2 separate regions of the Mus musculus genome follow, and region 2 is linked to region 1. Evidence: chromatin contacts called from public Hi-C data. All regions are on one chromosome and are shown on one strand. Each heading gives the region's core, a stretch centred on a gene start, on an enhancer-like site or on the middle of the called end of the contact. The rest is flanking DNA. Distances are from core to core; before and after follow the strand shown. Region 1 holds the start of Lrp4 (low density lipoprotein receptor-related protein 4). Region 2 overlaps 1110051M20Rik (RIKEN cDNA 1110051M20 gene).

Evidence for each region. A called contact is a pair of places that touch in the nucleus more often than the background predicts.
Region 2: a contact with region 1 is called in a Hi-C map of cerebral cortex, with 1.6 times the contacts expected there. The contact joins the enhancer-like site here to the promoter of Lrp4 in region 1. A contact is called at or near these places in 13 of 39 promoter capture datasets (the 3T3-L1 cell line, 3T3-L1-derived adipocytes, cancer-associated fibroblasts and 10 more), 14 of 484 Hi-C or Micro-C datasets (the HL-1 cell line, bone marrow-derived macrophages, cerebral cortex and 7 more), 8 of 115 datasets of contacts at active chromatin or transcription factors (bone marrow-derived macrophages, differentiating embryonic stem cells, embryonic forebrain and 3 more) and 3 of 9 other capture datasets (adipose tissue, liver and pancreatic islet).

The regions. Positions count from the first base shown.
Region 1 is chr2:91,456,112-91,458,811 of GRCm38.p6, forward strand. It overlaps Lrp4 (low density lipoprotein receptor-related protein 4), which reads left to right and starts at 1,420. Exons shown (of 38, transcript NM_172668.3): 1 at 1,420-1,641. The coding sequence starts at 1,590.
Region 2 is chr2:91,398,667-91,401,366 of GRCm38.p6, forward strand. The region is part of intron 2 of 1110051M20Rik (RIKEN cDNA 1110051M20 gene); the gene reads right to left. Among named protein-coding and RNA genes, the nearest start is that of 1110051M20Rik, 45 kb to the right of the region's middle. Within about 2 kb of position 1,390, at least 36 of the 459 cell types and tissues checked have an H3K27ac peak or open chromatin away from gene starts, as enhancers often do. A contact at or near this core is called in cerebral cortex and pancreatic islet, where this site is marked.

The sequences.
Region 1 (2,700 bases), core at 170-2,669:
TGCAGGAACTTGGTTCAACCAAGTTGCCACTGATAGATAGGCAAAAATTTCGGGGGTGAGGGGAAGGGGGGAACACCATAAAGCACAGAATAAATTAATGTCATATTTTTCTGTTATTGTAGCTTTCACAAAGTATGCTTAATGTTAGCTTTGGTCAAAGATGGCAATTTAAAACGAAAATTTTGAAAAATGGAAAACAAGCAAGGATGAAACGTCAACCTATCCATTTGGAGAAATTGCCTAATATCCACTTTGCACTATACCAAATTACTTCTCTCCCAGCTAAGTCCAGGATAAGATGAATGAAAGCCAAACAATGTTGGCAGGCCAGGTCTGAGGGGAAAGTAATATATCAGGCCCTAAGAAAGTTAGGGGGTGTAAGCAAAAAGCAACAAAACAACCTGGGAACACAGGAGGCAGCAAGATGAACAAATAACTACTAGTATTCAAGGGGCGGAGGGTGGGGAAGACCACAGAGATAACATCGAGAGTGGATTAGAAGTTTATGTCGTAATCCAAACGTTTCATACTGCTGGAAAGCCTTACAAACAGGAGCCGAAAGAAGGCCCAGGTCTTCTTGGCAGAGTGCAACTCTAAGTACTGACTTATTTCCTTACCCCCTACCCCTTTCTTGCCAGGATCAGAAAGTCAAGGATGGTGAAGGGGCTCATTCACAGACAGTATGGAGGAACTGAGATTGTCTGGGCCAAATCTGGGCATTTGAACTGGGGAGACAGGACCCAGACAACTTCACCTCAGGAAATGAATAAATGAAAAGGGGAGGTCGCCGAATTATTTAGCCCAAGAACAACACTGCCTAGACCGGGGGAGGGGCTGGGGTGCAAGAAGAAAAACTTCAGAATAGGGATTTTTGACAGTGAGAACACTAGTTGAGACACAACACTGTAGGCCCCCTGATGTCCCTTGTTTGGTGTCAATAAAGGCCGAGAGAATTATGCTCTAGCAAGCCTTGCATATTTTTGAAACATCACAATAAAGTCTGGAGTTGGAGCTGGTAGGGGGGCCGGGGTCACGCCCAGGCGACTTGGGTCAGCACGGGTGCTCCTCCCTAGTGTGGACCGATAATGAACCCAGGCTGAGAGTTGCCAGTACGATAATTTTCTGTTTAAGCTGGGGATATTTGAGTCGCAGTAATGGGGACAGATAAGGGGCTCTCTCCGGAAGGCTAGGAATGTTAGGGCAGACTGAGTAGGAGCTAAGGCGAGCGCAAGAGGCACAGGCGGGTGGGGTCCTGGGACTGGGGGGCGAGGGCAGAGGGCGGGAAGGGGCCGGGCCAGAGCCGGGGGCGGGACCAGGCGGGGTGGTGGTGGCGGGGGCCGAGACGCGGGAGGCGGGGCGGCCAGGCTCGGGACACCCCCTCCCGGTCCCCTGGCGGGGCGGCTTCAACTCCGGCAGTACAGGAGGCAGCAGCAGCCCGGAGGGCGACTTGCAGGGCGCGCCGGCCGAGCTGGACCCGGGACGCTTTTCAACCCGGGGGAACCCTCCGCTGATTCTCTCCGCCCCGGCGTCCCTTGGGAGCCCGCGGGACCCCCGGGCCGGCAGGGAACGCCGGCGGCGGCCGCAGCACCATGAGGCGGTGGTGGGGCGCGCTGCTGCTTGGCGCCCTGCTCTGCGCACACGGTAAGCGGCGTCGCAGCGCCCGCGCCGACCGGGCCACCGGGAAAGTTTGTCCCTGAGACTGGTCGCTGCAGGACTCGCCTCCTGGGAGTGGGACCGTGAGGCTGGGGCCTGAAGTCCCACCCTCGAGCTCACTTCGAGCACCAACCCTGGCAGAGCGAGCGGAGGAAAGCAATAGCAGCCCCCGCAGCTCTTCTAGCACGAGAGGGGACAGCGGTGGTGGGACTCGTCCCCGCTGTAGTCTGGGCCGGGTGGAAGAAGACCCAAGACGCTCTCTCGGCTTCCATCGCTGCTCTTTAACGAGCCAGGGGCGGGTTCCCTTTCAGGTTAAGGCAGGGCTTCTGTGTCCCTGGTGCGTGCGAATGAATGTGTGCAAAGAAAGGAAGGCGGGGAGGATGGTCGCTAAACCCATAAATTGTAAACAGTTCTCTTTCCAGGGACTGGGGGATCTTGGGTGGATTGCGGAGAGGGGCCCAGCTGAATCTGAGTTACTTGAGCATCCGGGATTCATGGACTTGGGGAGCAATTTCTCGGACTCGAAACCCTGCTCTCTCTGAGGGTCCTTGGTTCATACTTGCGTGCAGCATCTCCCCTAAGTGGAGTTTTGGGTTCCCTCTCCTGGCTGCGGCCAATCAGCTTCCTGCCCCGGATCCTCCCCAAGGGAGGGGTGGGGAACAGCGATGGAAAAGAGGTTGGGGAGGAACTTTGGGAAGAAACTGCTGGAAAGCTCCCTCAGATCGGTTCTGGCCCGGGTAAAGCGCAGGGGCGCGTTCTTTGGGAACTTCCAAAGGCAGCCTCGCGACCCGTGCAGTGGGGCCTTGGCCTCCGGGGAGCTGGGCGGATGGCAGCGGCACTGCTGCTTCATCTGCTCCTTATTAATAACGTGTTCGGTGCCCGGACGCAACTGTTATGTCTACTTAGGACTGCAGTGGAATCTGCTTCTCTGCAGCAGCTTGGGAACGTGGGTGCACCCGGAGATTTAGCAGCTGCCTCTGAGTTTGTGCCCAAAGATCAAAGATCGATCTTTGAACTCTCAACTATATTCACCCGCCGGCTTTTCCA
Region 2 (2,700 bases), core at 140-2,639, 57 kb before region 1:
CGTGTATGCAGAGATTTCAGATGTGAACTGTATATTTGCTGAGGGGGGCAGAGCATTGATAGAACTCTGTAAGTAAAGGTACTTGCCACCAAGCCTGATGACCGAGTTTGCTTCCCAGTATGTGCACTGTAGAGAGAACTGACTTCCACAAACTGTCTTCTGACCTCTGCACATATATATGCCACATGCACATGCCCCCATTCAAATGAATAAATGTAATAAAAATTTTAATTTGGGGGAGATTAAATAGTGTATTTCTTATATACTTCAAATCCCTTCGTGGGATACTATCTTTCATCTGGAATGTTGTAATGTATTAACAAAAGCTAACTTGTTGGCTAAGGGAGTGCTATAGTTTCAATGTGTTGACCCCCCCATGCTTGTGTTGAAGTTTAATCACCATATAACACCATAGAGAGGTGAAAAGTGAAGGAGATAATTAGTTATGAGGACTCGGCTCTCATGAATGGATCCAGGCCATCATCACTGTTCTTATCTATGTATCTATCTCTCCACTATGGCGTCTCCACCTTCTTACAATGCAGCAAAAGCCACGGTGGATAGAGCCCTCAGACTTACCAGGCAGAGCTAGAAGCCAAATCAGCTCCCACTGTTCAGTTATCATTTACCCAGTCATCAGCATTCTGACAGGGCAGCAGAAAAAGATGAAGACAGAGGAGGCAAGGCAGGAGAGAGGAAAATACTGACACAATGGAAAGACAGACCAAAGAGGACAGAGGCACCCAGGGGCTGCCAGCACCTAGGCCTCATCTCTCAGGAGATGTTACTGAGTTCCTGACCTAGTTTCTCTGGCAGGAGATCTTTTCTTGTCCCAGAAAAGACTCGTGGAGACAGAGAGGATTAAAAAAATAATATTGTTAAGAAGTGAGGTTGCTTGGCTTTGCAGTTTTCTAGCTGGGATCCCTTTATCTTTCTTGAGAGCCCCCCAGATCTCTTTTATTCTAGGTCAGTAATTTAACACTCTCAGCTCTCAATTCAAAGCCTGTAATGACCTTGCTGTGCTGAATTATTAGTCCAGGATATAGAAAAAGAAAGAGAGAGAGGGAGAAAAAAACCTCTAAAAACAACAGAGGCCTTTTGATCAGAGTACCGAACTGCAGCTCGCTGTAACTCAAGCTGTCCATTCTTATATGGCAGGAATTAAGGACTCCCCCTGCCAGGCAGGACCCTATTAAAAGACAATAGCTGTTTGAAAAGGGTAAGCAAGTTGATATGGATATAATAGGCCACATATGGGGGCCCCTTTCTACTCTGAAATAAAGCCCCTTCTTACAGTTGTGAGCTGGGAAATCTAGCATTCAGCAAGGCAGGAGGAGGTAGGCTAGAAGAGAGTGAGTCACCATGCAGAGATGCTTAAAGGTACTTCAGAGAAAGAAAGAACAAACCAGAAGAGTGCTTTGGAAGAGAGGAGCATCAGTCACTGAGCACAGAGCCTTTCAGAACAGGTGCTCTTTGGTCACAAGAGCCTTTAGCACCAATGATGACAAGAATTTGGCTAGAACTAGTCATTATCTGTAATGAGTCAACAACAACAAAACCCCAATAAATAAAGCAGTAATCTCTTACCAGAAATGGAGCAGCTGGCCAAAAGCAGTCCTTACTGCTGGCTAACCTAGCCTGGTACCATGCTAAACTCTGGATTACCACCTAATGCCACTTGCTATTTCTTGGATGTCATTTTTCACAGAAACCCTGCAAAACAAAGACACATACCCCACAGAGCTGCCTGTAACTCATACCACCTCCTAAGACAGAGAATGGCTACCACAGGACACAGAGTCCCACACTCTGTTAGCTGGCCCATGTTTGCCTATACATTGCCTGAAACACTCTTCCCATTAGTGGGTGAAACTTTTGAAGGATCTTTAATCCACAACAGAATTTCACATCCACTGTTTTAGTGATCTTGTTAACATGATACAAAAACAAGGAAAAATTTTAAAGTGATTTAAGGCATTTAAACACATTAATCTGGTTATTTATGACTAAACTCTGAATCCTCAAATTCCTCTATGAAAATATCAGAAAGGTATTTTCTTCCCTCCTCTATCCTTTGCCAAATAAATGGCCTTCTGTTGCCATCCATTGCACTTAATGGGCTAACTTGATGGGATAACAACCAAAGACAATGCAGGATCTCTGGTGCTTGGCCCACCGAATGTCCAGGGCAGTACAAAGCTCATCTTTAGCAAATAAAAGTTCTGTGGATTAAAGAGAGGGTCTGGATTTCTTTTTTTTTTTAAGACTTGTTTATTTATTTTATTTTATGTATATGAGTACATTGTAGCTGTACAGATGGTTGTGAGCCTTCATGTGGTCGTTGGGAATTGAATTTAGGACCTCTGCTTGCTCTAGTCAACCCTGCTTGCTCTGGTCGGCCCTCTCACTCGGTCTCTGCTCTCTCAAGCTCAAAGATTTATTTATTATTATAAATAAGTACACTGAAGCTGTCTTCAGACAGCACCAGAAGAGGGCGTCAGATCTCATTATGGGTGGTTGCTGGGATTTGAAGTCCTGGAAGAGCAGTCAGTGCTCTTACCCACTGAGCCATCTCACCAGCCCAGGGTTTGGATTTGTAAGGTGACAAAATATGTCTGTCCTAGATCCAAAAGGACAGGAACTAAACCCCCATTTTGCTTTGACTGTAGTCAGGCGAGTGTGGAGAAAGGGAACGCATCA